Regions from separate parts of the Mus musculus genome. Here region 1 is linked to region 2. Evidence: chromatin contacts called from public Hi-C data. All regions are on one chromosome and are shown on one strand. The core of a region is the stretch at or near the end of the contact, and the rest is flanking DNA. Distances in the headings are between cores, read along the strand shown. Region 1 overlaps Gm41835 (a long non-coding RNA gene). Region 2 has its middle 25 kb from the start of Gm36774.

The links. A called contact is a pair of places that touch in the nucleus more often than the background predicts.
Region 1: a contact with region 2 is called in a Hi-C map of uterus, with 4 times the contacts expected there. A contact is called at or near these places in 6 of 484 Hi-C or Micro-C datasets (B cells, liver and uterus), 4 of 130 datasets of targeted methods (CD8 T cells, the SCID.adh cell line, embryonic stem cells and 1 more) and 1 of 9 other capture datasets (embryonic stem cells).

The regions. Positions count from the first base shown.
Region 1 is chr19:33,061,002-33,067,391 of GRCm38.p6, reverse strand. The region is part of intron 2 of Gm41835 (a long non-coding RNA gene); the gene reads left to right. Among named protein-coding and RNA genes, the nearest start is that of Gm41835, 11 kb to the left of the region's middle.
Region 2 is chr19:32,902,620-32,908,742 of GRCm38.p6, reverse strand. No RefSeq gene overlaps it. Among named protein-coding and RNA genes, the nearest start is that of Gm36774, 25 kb to the left of the region's middle.

The sequences.
Region 1 (6,390 bases), core at 77-2,576, 160 kb before region 2:
TATGTACCCTGCAGCCTTCCTGGGAATCCCCATCTATGTCAGCAAAGTAGCTCTAGTACCTTCGCCTTCTCTGCTGATTCCAGTCAATGGATGACCAGAAGCAGAGTTTCCTGGAGATAGACATACTTCGTCATAGACTCATTGAGTTCCTGAGAAAGCATTTGATGGGTTACATAGTGGGTAAAGGAAAAAGAAAAACAAAGGTAACAGTGAAAGATAAAACCGAACAGAGGGGCTAGAGAGAAGGCTCAGATGGTAAGAGCACCAGCGGTTCACTTCTGAGCACCCACAGTCATCTGGAACTCCAGTCCCAGGGGATCCAATGCCTCACAGGTACTAGGCGTGTATGTGGTTCAAGACATACATGCAGGCAAAACACAAAAGCACATAAAATATTTTTTTAAAGTGAGCAGAACAAATTCCATACAGCTAAACAGAAAAAAAAAAAAACCAATGCCAATGAGTATGAAAATATCACCCCTATCTCTGCGATGTTTGTTCGTTTAGACCCGGACACCTGTATTATAAATGACGTTACAAGTCAGATCTCCCTTCAACCCAAACCTGGGCCTTATATAGGGTGAATGAAAGAGAAAGGGGAATTATGATTGCCCAACTGATTATGTAGCAAAGGACCGAGATGGGTGCATCTTCCCAGTTGTATGCATGGTTGTTTACACTCACTTCCAGATGCCAAGCTACAACGATCACTCTCAGAAACAGGTAATGTGAAGAAATTCCGCCCAGTGACGGTTATGTTCATGTTCTTACTGAATACCTTGGGAAGCAAACTCAGTTCTGGCAAGACCTGAAACTGAGAGAATGTAGTACACTATTGCCTGTGATGTACGAGGCCAAACTACCACCATCAGGAAATGGGGCCAAGAAACAAACACAGAGTCCTGCAATCCCTTTGAACTCTGAATGCGGCAGCTCTCCCTCTACTCAATTTATGAAAGCCAATGAATCTCGCTTTTCTTGAAGAAAGTTCTGCTTAAGATTTTGCTTCTTGCACATTAAAGTGACCTACGAATATAAAAATCCAGTATCAAAAATAAAATAAATACTAAACCCTAAAGTAGGCACAGTCAATCCCAGAAGAAAAGGAAAAAAAAAAAAAAAAAAAAGTCTAGGATCATAGAGTACGGCCAAGCACAGCATCCAGATGAGCCTAAAACTCTCTACAAAAAAGACCCACTGGATAGTGATGCAACCTCAGATAAAAATAATTAAACAAACAAACAAGACATCCGGTTTCTGCTGGGAACCAGATGTATTCAATTGGGGACTTTCAAGAGAAACTCTCGGAAAAGGCGTCTGAACTCAAGATGGCCGCTCTGGCAGAAGTGTGGAGGCGGCTGTTTTACATCTGCCTTGATCAGGAAAGGCAACGGGATAGTTCGCTAAATGTTCAACAAGGATGCTTGCAACAACCGTATTATTTAAAGCTTCTGTGACTTCTTATTTGAGAGATTTTTTTTCCCAAAACTTGGAAAGAAGCCCTCCAGGCCAGAAATAAAGGGGTGTGATTCTTCCAGCATACAAGCAGACTGAACTCGGACAAACAGGGGATTGTAGCTCTATAAAGCAGGGACTGTATAAAGCAGATGCATTAGGAATTTGGAACCAGTTCACGACAGTACATTGTTTGATCAATTCCTGGTAGAAATTCTGCCCTCCAAATTATTTTTAATCTTATATGGCGATGCATTTGCCAAAAAAGGACTTCAATGCAATGTTAGCATAAAAATCATTTACAGCAAGCACAGTTTAGAAGAATCCTGGAACTCAAAAGCATCCCTGCCAGCCAAGGCTAGTCCACCACCCATTCCAGCAGGGCGGGGTCCAGGGTGAGGGCGGGCTGAGAGCTAGGGAGATGACGGACCGGCAAAGTCAAAATGTTTCTTTACATTAAGAGCCCTCCGTTGTGTCCCTTGTTCTTCTGAGTCGTGCCTTTGCAGGATCTGGTGCTGTTTAGTTCTGCTTCTACTGCGTAAACAGCAGGAACTGTTTAAAAAAACAGAACAGGATTAACTTGATCCAGCTGACACTCAAATACCCAAATTCGGGTCTTTTGTGCAAGGCATGTGCCAACTATCAAAGGCTGGCATTCCACCTAGAGAGCCAAAAGAACTGTTCTGTAACTCTGTTACTTCTCGTGCCTTAAGATGGCTCGTTTGAGTACCATGTGTTTATATCAGGAAAAAAAAAACAACAACAAAAACCTTCTGATATCTTAATTATCATAGTGAAAAGCATGACGTCCACAATGATATGTATGAGAAAGCCAGGGGGAAAAAGGGAAAGAAAGAAAAAGAAATCAAGACTCTAGCTTGTAAGACAGAAGGCTTTGAATAAATATATTGAGTAAATGAATAAATATATTTATAAGCAAATGAATAGAATGAGTTCTTAGATTGGTTAAATAGTTTTACAATGTAGATCTGAAAAACAAACAAACAAACAAACAAAAACAACTGGAGAATTTTCAGAACTAAGACAAGATCCCAGTTAGCCATGAATAGGACAAATTCTAAAGGCTTTTAGAATTTTAGAATTTGTTTCACAGATAAGATGGGAAGTGCTCAGTTGTCCATTTAACTCATCAGACAAGTATGCATGAAAACAAAGACTAAATTCGTTCTCTGGGCAAAACAGAAGGCACAGAGCAATCATATTGTAAGAGCTTAGACAGGTTCTTCCGGTTGAAGGTCAAAGGCTTCTTGTAGAACTGACATCAACCTAATAAGAATTTTACCCATAAATACGGGCTTAACTTGCCTAGCAGAGGAATAGGCATTGCAAATAAAATGAATTATGTGGCAGATTGGAGACCAGACTACATCTAAGTCCTTCTAGTCTGTCTGCATCTCTTGCCTCTTCTGCCATGTTATGGGTCAGTGCCATCATCTCTTGTAAAATTGGAGCTTGTCACTGGATTTCTAGCTTCCTTCACTCTTTTGTCCACTGCCCACAAGACAAGAAGAGCAATGCTTTTTAAAACACGAATCTTATTAGTCCCTCCCCCATTTGAAACCTGATTGTGGTATTTCACTGACAGCCCTAACTCACAGTGGCATCAGTCTCTTGTTTCTTTTCCCTGATTCTAACCTTCCCTGTCCCATCCCAACTGCACAATACCCTCCGAGTGCTTTACCTATCTTTAATTCTAAATGTGCATGCTATCTCTCCCCAGACCTTCCATCCTCTGCACATCTCACTCATCAAGTGATAGAATAGAAAACGTCTTATTCCTAGGTCAGATTCCAGCCTACATGCTCCTTCCTCTGCAGAGTGGCCCTGCTGTCTCTCTCACAGAGCATGTTGCAACATGTAAGCAAGTTTGGTATTCCAGCTCACCACCAGTCACCAATCAGCCAACTGTGAGGAGAGAGACTAGGCCTGTCTGGATCACAGTCGGTCCTCTGAACAAAGTATAATGCCAGACACCGGATAGATATTGCATAAATGTTATTGGATGGATGGATGGATGGATGGATGGATGGATGGATGGATGGATGGATGGATAAGATGGATAGGTGGGTGGCTGGTATAGACAAATGGATGGGCAAATAAAATGGGAAGAAGTAGAATTGTGAAGGAGTTGGAATGAGAAGCCAAAGTTTTGTAATTTTACCTTGATTCAACGATTAAACAGTTCTGAGTACAAAGTGTCATACAGTGGAATAAGGAACATATTAAAAATGAATAGGTGATTTATATGAAAGAGAATCCACAGAAAGAGCAAAATCAACAAGTTAAGTTCACAGAGTGTTTCTGTTTGGATAGGGGTTTTGTTTGTTTGTTTTGTTGTTGTTTGTTTGTTTGTTTGTTTGTTAAGGAAACACAAGGAGCATTATGGAGATGGTTGAGTTCTTGCTGTTCTTGCAGGGGACCCAGATTTGGTTTGCATCATCCACCCATATGGCAGCTCATAAGCATCCATAAATCTAGCTCCAGGGAGTCCAGGGCCCTTTTCTGGTTTCCACGGGCACCAGACATGTATCTGATGCATACACATAGACACACACAAAACCCTCATACACATAAAATTATAAAATTAAAAACTGTTCTTAAATAGAAGTCATAAAGTCTACACTACACAGTTTAGAGATATTTGTTAGTATTTATATTAAGAGTTATGGCAATACTTGAGGATTAGAAAAGGGGTAATTCAAAACTGGTCATCAGAAACATACATTGCTGTATTTTCTCACTGTCTCACTTAATAAAAAGCTGCAGAGTGTCCACACAGAGCTCAATAACAACTTTTTCCATATAAGATCTGCCACACCGCTTTGATTTGGGAGCAGTAAAAGGCCAATTCCAGGTTAAACAGAAGAGATGGACACTTTGATGCTTGATTCTACCCTACTTGAATTAGAGAGCCGCTGTCAAATAAGCTGGCCTTTGACAGGTCTATCCTGGTAAGCTGAACTAGTCCTTCTTAAGAAGGTTCAAGATGGAAAGGAAGATTATAATACTGCTACTACAGTTGTGTGACTATGTGCCATAGGCACAGGAGGGACAGGAAGCAAACACTGAGAAGGTCAAAACAGTCAGAGTTACCATGGCTTGTCTCCAAATGCAGTGGCCTGGATGAATCCTAAGTGTCATACCACATGGAGTGGAATATTGTTTGGATTATAGCATTGAGCTAGGACTAACTTGACCCACACTATTATTAGAAGAGTGGAAAATTGCACAACTGAGCATCTTTTTGTCTTCGGAGCCTGGCGGGGGTCATAATTCACACGGATGGCTGTGCCGCCTTGTTACTGGTTACTTATTTACTAAGCAGTTTCTTCAGCTCCCCACAAAATGAAAAAGAAGCCCCAGCCCCTCCCAGGGAAGGGATAATATAAGTTAAACAGGCAAAGAGTTCCATGTAGTATAGTCAAGGTGTGGCTGTAAGTAATGCCTGGGAGCTTTGAAACAAACATACCAGAACTTACTGTCCAAGAGCACTGTTCTGCAAATCTGTGGCCTTGGGGCATGGTACAATTAGTTCAGAGATATGTGGATTGCTCAAGCATTTTTGGAAGCCTTCTTCAGACACTGAGGAACGGTGTGGAGTCGTGAGACAAGCATAAAAATTGCATTACAGCCGCATGACCAGGCAGCTTTCCCATTTATTCTTCAAGTTGGTTTTCATAATCTCAGGGAGGAGAAAAAAAAAAAACTGCCAGTAATCTGGGAATCAGTGAAATAATACCAAATGGCAGCCTAAAGGTCTTTGTCACCAAAGACAACCATCATATGTTAGAGGTGTCATTTAAGTTTGAATCTGGTCTACAGAATAAAGTCTGTCTTGTTAAGATAACCACAGACCTTCTGAACAAGCAGCAGGGTTACCTGGGTGGAATACTTCTTAGCTATCCAACACAGTTTCTACAGAAATGTCTTAGGGCTGCCAACAAGGAGTCACATCATAGTGGTTTAAATATTTTTTTTAAAAAATCTCTCTGTGTCTCTGTCTCTCTGTATGTCTCTCTCTGTATCCCTCTATTTGTGTGTTGTGTGTGTCTCTCTGTCTCTGTGTGTGTCTCTCTGTCTCTGTGTGTGACTCTCTGTCTCTGTGTGTGTCTCTATCTCTCTGTCTCTCTCTGTCTCTCTGTCTCTCTCTCTCTCTCTGTGTGTCTGTGTGTGTGTGTGTGTGTGTGTGTGTGTGTGTGTGTGTGTGTGTCTGATAAGATCCTTCCCCATTTTCCCTAGCTCTTTCCGGATTGGATAACAGATACAGTGCATTCAGATGTGCATCACCATTACCTGGCATTTTCAGGAGACAGCTCTGTCTTTGTTTCTTCTCTCTTTTGAAGGACACCAGTCATCATGGATTTGGAGCCCATCTTAATTCAAAATTGAACTCTAAAACAAAGATTTTGTTTGTGTGTTGGAAGATATTAAAAATTATTTCAAATCTGACTCTATGAAAAATAGCCAAAATAAAGAAAAAATGATAGAGGGGAAGAAAGGGAGGGAGGAGAGGAAGGGAAGGAAGAAGGGGTAGGGGGAAGGGACACAGGGGACACAGGGAGGAAGAGAGACAGAGAGAGAGAGAGAGAGAAAGAGAGAGAGAGAGAGAGAGAGAGAGAGAGAGAGAGAGAGAGATTGGACATGTTTGTTTCAGGCAACATCACTTGGCAGCTTTCTTGGAAAATGTGGCTCAGCTATTATTAAAATGCATTTCAATTCACCATATCTGATGTTGTGTGTAAATCTCATGACTTCTGAAACTTTAGTTAAATCACCCTTTTGTCCCACCATGAATGGAGGGTTCACTCATGCTTGCCAACTAACATTCACCTCAAGGGGACTCAAAGAACTTTGTCTTAACAACAATAATGAGAGTAGTCTTTCTCTAAATGTGTTCTGTCTAGAAAGGAGTCA
Region 2 (6,123 bases), core at 2,828-5,327:
ACCCACAGAAAGGAACACTTGGGCCATTATGGGCTTAATAAACTAGAAGCCATTTTCAAGGCCAACATCTTCAAATCTCTCTAGACTAGGGTTCTGGTTTCATTTCTGCTATTATAATAAAATACTGCCTAAGCAACTTAGGGGACAAAAAGGCTTATTTGGCTTATGCAGTACGTTGAGAGAAGACATAGAACATCACCTAAGAGACTACAGAGTGCCTTCACGTCTGGCCTCTTGAACAAACTTCTGTTGCTTTAGCCCAGTGGATTGGTAGTAATAGATAAGAACATCCCCAAGATCTTAAAGTAAAGTAGGAATTCTCACTGAATTCCATTTCAACCAAGAGGCCACCAGAATCGTCCACATAACATGAAATGAGCTCATCTTTCCTCTGGGCTTGCTTTGCTAGAGTATGAGCTATAGATCCTGCCTTATTAAGTCATTTCAAGGTTATGAGAGTAAATATATTTTGTTCCCAGTTGTGGATGTCATGTAAGGAATGTCCTCTATATCTGGATATTCCCCCTATCTGGGCAAAGCACGGGAACCAAACCCATAATTGCTGCAACAAATACCACAAAAACTCCAAAGATGTTTTAAAGCTCTTGAAGTAAGGCGTGAAGTATGGAGAAATTCAGCTCCTGATAGAAGTATTTCCTTAAGCTCCATGACAGGGAAGCCTCTTTGCTGGGACTCAAAGGTCTGAAGATGAGCAACTGATAAACTCACCCTACGGAAGGCTCATGGTCAAGGCTAGCATGAGTCAAGGTATATTGATGGTTTGAAAATCCTCAAAAAACTATTGAAAGACCTTGACGCACCCAGATGAAGTGCTGTGTTCTACGCCTGTCCATTCCCTAACCTCTTCCCACACCCAGACTTTCTGAAAACTCAACACAGTTAATTCATTGAATTGATTCTTTTTAATAAGCTGGTTGACTTTAAGTGCCCTAGGTTTTCCCAACTTCCTTGCTCTACACGAACTATTCCACCTTCAGACAAACATTAGAATACTGTTTTGCTCCTTAGGTTGTCATGATACTCAAATGTAATAATAATTAAGTGCTTAAGAACTCTGTGAGGCATAATAATCCCTCAAAACGTGCACGCAGTTTCCAGAATCTGTGAATATGTTCCCTGATGCAGCCGAGGAGGTTTGAGATGACAAGTTTATTCCAGATCATCTGGGTGGGCCCAACTTGACCACAAGAATCCCTTAAGAGTAGAGACTCCTTTCCGGCGGTGTCAGAGAGAAACTGACGAAAGGAGGAAGGGTGAGAGAAATACTGCTGGCTTTAAAGATGAGAGAGGCAAGCAGCTTCTGACCCTGGGAAAGGCCAAGGACAGATGTTTTCCTTGAACCTGGGGAAGGATCGCTGTACAAGCTTTCCACAACTATGCCTGCTACGTCCTCCTCAGGCTGCGGGTTGGGCTGACAGTCACTAACACTGGAAGAGGCCCCTCTGCCTCAACTGAGATGAGAGCAATACCTTGCCATGGAGGGGAAGGAGACACCAACATATCTCGCATCCATCCATTGTCCCTTGCTCCTCGTGTGTAGGCAGGTCAGTTGGAGGTCCCTTCTGTTTCTGCAAAAATAGCCAATGCAGTTAGTAACTACCAGGGCATATTCCTTCTCAGCTCAAAACCTTCCAGAGGCTCCCCAGCTCGCTCCCAAAACAGCCTGAAAGACTTCCTCTGTTCTCAAGTCTTCAGGGCACAGCTGACCCCATTTCCCCTCTGCCTGTCTCCTTCCTCTCTGACCCTTGCTGACTGTGTTCCAAGTCTACTAGCTGCCCTGCTGTTCTATGCACGCTAGGGGTTCAAGGCTCGGGACACTTGCATTTGGTTTTTTTTTTCCCCACCTAAAACCCTCTTCCCTTGCATCCAATAGCTTGCTTCCTCCCTCAGCACCTTCAGATCTTCCTAACAATCCTATTGAAATAGTGGTTGTCTCCCCCACCCAAAACACCAGAGCAATTTCCTCTTCTATCATGAAGCATACTTAATTTTTTTTCCCCTACAAGGTGCTGTCTCTTTAGGAATGTTCATAAGGGTTCTTTATGAAGGATATATTAGGTTGTTTGATAAATATTTGTCGAGTGAGCAAATCAGTGTATGATCAAGCTATAATCAAGAACTGAATCTCATTACTGCCTCTCCGTTAATGACCCATCCATTCAGTTACAAACGGGAAATGAAAGTCAGTGAGGTGTCTGGTGTTAAACAATGAAGCTGCAGGTAAGATCAATTTTTTAATTGGCCTTGCTGAGTCCAGACAAGCCAAAGGAGTAGAAACTCAAAGTTCTCGGCATCCAGCCCTGTCTCCTAGACAAAGAACCCAGAAAGGGTTGCTTTTCTGAAACCCGAGCCTTTCTGGTTTCAGCCAGAGTCTAAAAACCATAAGAACAGTTTGTCTCTTCAGTACTTCCGCTTCCAGGCAAAGGAAAGAGCAGGAAGTGCAGGGGCGTGTGAAAATTGAGAAGAAGAAAAAAAAGAAGAAGAAGAATTAAAGCCATTACATGTAAAGGCACAGAGACTTCCTCTGTCCTACCACACTGTGCTTTAGCAGCCAGGCTGGGGAAGCCATTCTCAGGTAAAGGGAAAGCCAGAATGTGACTGCTAGTTCTCTATTGTCCGGCACAGACTTATTCAGAGATAGTTGAGAGTGTGGCAAAAGATAGACCGGGTGCCCGGCCGTGTGAGTTTACCATTCACAACAGTCTAACATTACAAGGTCAACCTAGTTCATATCTTATCTACTCAGTGTTTGCTCTGGGCAGGCTGACTTTCCAGCATGCCCCCGGGAGGTATCTTAGATTATAAGAAATTGTACATAGAATTTAAGTAATCTTTAGAGTCGAGCCAACCAAGGTTCCAGTCTTGACGCTGCCACAATTAGTAGCTGAATGCCAGCTGCCTACAGGAAGGACTGTGTTTATCTCGTTTCCCATTGTATCCAGCATTGCTCACACCATGCCTTGCATGCTCAGTAACCCTCCTCCTAGAAGAAAATCAATGTTAGGAACTTCAGTTTCTTCGTTAGTAAAAGGAGACTATAAAACCCAGCTCATGAAGCTGTCTGAGGACCTCAGATGAGGTGCCCCGCCTATCCAGGGCCTGCTACAGGACAGCATTTGCTTAAGGTAAACTGTCATTTTGGTGACTGTGGTGGTTGGCCAAAGCTTTATTCCACCTGGAATTTCAGACTCTGCCCTGACCTGAAGAGTTGGGTCTTGGCGTGATCCTGTTCTCTAGAAAAGTCCTGCTCCACTTCTGTCAGAAATCCTGGAAAAGGGAAGAATGACCTCCGCATCGCAGCTGCTGGGTGATTGGCAGCCAAAGGGAATCAGGACTAAGCCCAGCCAGGTCTCACTTGTCACGGGGAGAGGAAGGAGAAAGCACTCACTAGCCAACCCCAATAAGTGCCTGGTGAAAACCAAGGGCAGGCAGCTGGATTGGTTTCCTACTTTTTTCTCTGTTATAGTCTCACAGCCAGAGAAAGTATGGGGTGTCTTTTCCTTAACTGCGAGAAGCCCAGTTAAGTCTCCCTCCCCGCTCTTCTGAATCAGCCTGGTTCAGCAGTAGGCCTAAGAAGCCATCTGTCAATGCTTAGGGATTAAAGAAAGAAATGAATACCTAGGACCTTCCCAGAATCTCCAAACCCCCAGGAATTCTTAACACTTTTGCTTTGGGGGTTCAGTTCACAATCAAATCGGTTAAGAGGTCTGGCTCTATGTTTCATGCTGAACTATCCCTTCTTGCCTTTACTAATATCTCTCACTGTCATAATTCAATATGGGAGATCCTTCCCGGAAATAAAGGCACAGAGCCTCAAACTTGATGCTGACGATGTTTGCAAAAGGGTTCTGTTGGTCGAGCCATGAGCAGCCGTGTTGTCAATAATCATTTCAGAAGCATCTGCAGATAATAGTGGGTGTGCCGTGAGCCACTGTGGTGGAAAGGGGAGACTATCCTCTCAAAGAAACAGAGAATGCAATGACTCAGCCGGTCTCAAGCCACAGCCACCGTTACTGACTTAGTCATTCATGTTGTCTTTGTCTTATTTTTAGACACCTAGCTTTAAATTAACCGCTCTGATAAACAGCAGCAATTCAGTTAGTAATGAGTTCCTTTGATTTTTTTTTCCCCCTCCTGTGGGGTGGAGCAGACTCCTGAGTTCCACTTCTCTAAATAACCAATAAGTCTTCATATGAAGCCATTACAGTCTTCAGGGAAGGAGAGACACATCAGGAAAGCATAGGGGACCAAAGATGTCAAGGTGTCTCCTCCCAAGATGCATTTTCTCCCATTCACCCATGCTGATTCACCCATGGGGGTGAGCTGTGTGTGCTCAGTGTGTTGGTGTTGGGAGTCGAGAGGTGAACGAGACGGGCAGGCTTTCTGGAAGTGAGCATTTCCACTCCTTCAAAGGATAACTAGGGACCTACCAATCAGAGAAGAGTCAGAGCAGTGGCCGTTCCGCTTTGGCTTTGCTTCAATAACAATTAAACCATGTGGGGTGGGGTGGGGTGGGGTGGGGGGGGGGGCTTGAACCCTGTTATTTTCAAAGTAGTGAAATCTAATCATGGCATACTTCTAGAACTAAAGTTTTAAGTTTTTCAAATGTCTCCTAGTCAGGGTTCCAAGTCAACTGCTGTCTTAAATCGATGGTGACATAACCTGACTTAAGCATAGTTTGCATGCTTCAACAGCCTAACTGGAAGCAAGGTGATTCCTCCACCCACTTCCTCCTCCTTAGGTATAAATTAAGAAACCCAGGGGTAACCACAGCCCTGGGCAACTATGTACAAAAAAAACGGGAACTGTCACTTGATAGCCCCTCCCCTGCACTTAACCAGAATCATCAGTCTATAGATTCAGGAACTAAGTGGCTTGACCATTTTGCACGTAAACCGTATACATTGGACTAAACAAGACAAGCGAGCAACAATTCAATTTAGAGTTCACTGAATCCTCTGGTTTGGGAAGGAAATGGCCAGTAATCAATTGCAGCAAGCCTACAGGCTCAGGGCCAGGAAGAGAAAAATCACTTTAATGGGCAAAGCAGATGTTGCTAAATTCATTGCAAAAGTGAGATGGGCTCAGAGCCAGCCCTTGCTTGAGAGATGCTGACCTGTCCTCTCGAATGAACAAAACAGAGACACTTCAAAGCAGGGGCTGGGGGGGGGGGTCCATGAGAGAAGCCAGAGGTGGGGTCCCAGATAGACTGAAGAAAAGAAAATGCAGCCAGGTGTTCAAATCTGTTTTATCGCCACCTGACTTAAAGCCGTTAACATCTCTGTAAGGATTTTAAACAAGCCCCAGAATACCAGCTTAAAACTCTTTGGGGAGTCAAATTCTGTCCTAAAGGGCAGTGTGGTGGAGAGGGTAGAAGGTAGGATTTCACCGCCAGTGTGTTGGTTCCTTCATTAAGGTGCCATATAATTTGGCTAAAGCAATTAGCCTCCTTTGGCATCAGTTTTCTTATCTATGAAATGGGCTTAACCTAGTTACTATAACAGAGCTGTAGTGAAATCAGTAAAACTGTGTGGAAGGACAGTAGAGAGATGCCCCTAAGCAGTAGTCCATGAAAAGAATAGTAGCCCTAGGGAAAATGCTTAGTGAGGGGCAGAGGAGACAGAGTTGGGGTTTTTTGGTTGATTGGTTGGTTTGGTTGGTTTGGTTGGTTGGTTTGGTTGATTTAGTTGTTTTTTTTTTGTTGTTGTTGTTTTTGTTTTGTTTTTGATTCAGTATTTACAGATTTAACCAGTGCCTCTCAGGGAGGATTATTCAGAGGCCAGATGTTTCTTTGTCTGTTTAGATTCATCAAATATCTCCTTAGGTGTGTAAGAATGAGAGAGTACGATGTTAATCCTCCAACGGAAAATCTATGTAGGCTCACAATGTCTTCATGTGTCTTCTAGTGAAACGTCTGTAGAAGAGAGAGCTGATTCTCACTCCCCAAGTCTGAAAGGCACTTTATGTAATTCCCACTCCCTCACAGCCTAACCAGTGTCGGATCCTGGAGAGTCCTCTCAGATTTCGCTAGACCACCTCTCCTACTCACACCTGCCCAGGTTTCTATCCGCTGCCTTAAATGTCTCCTGGACTGCTGACACT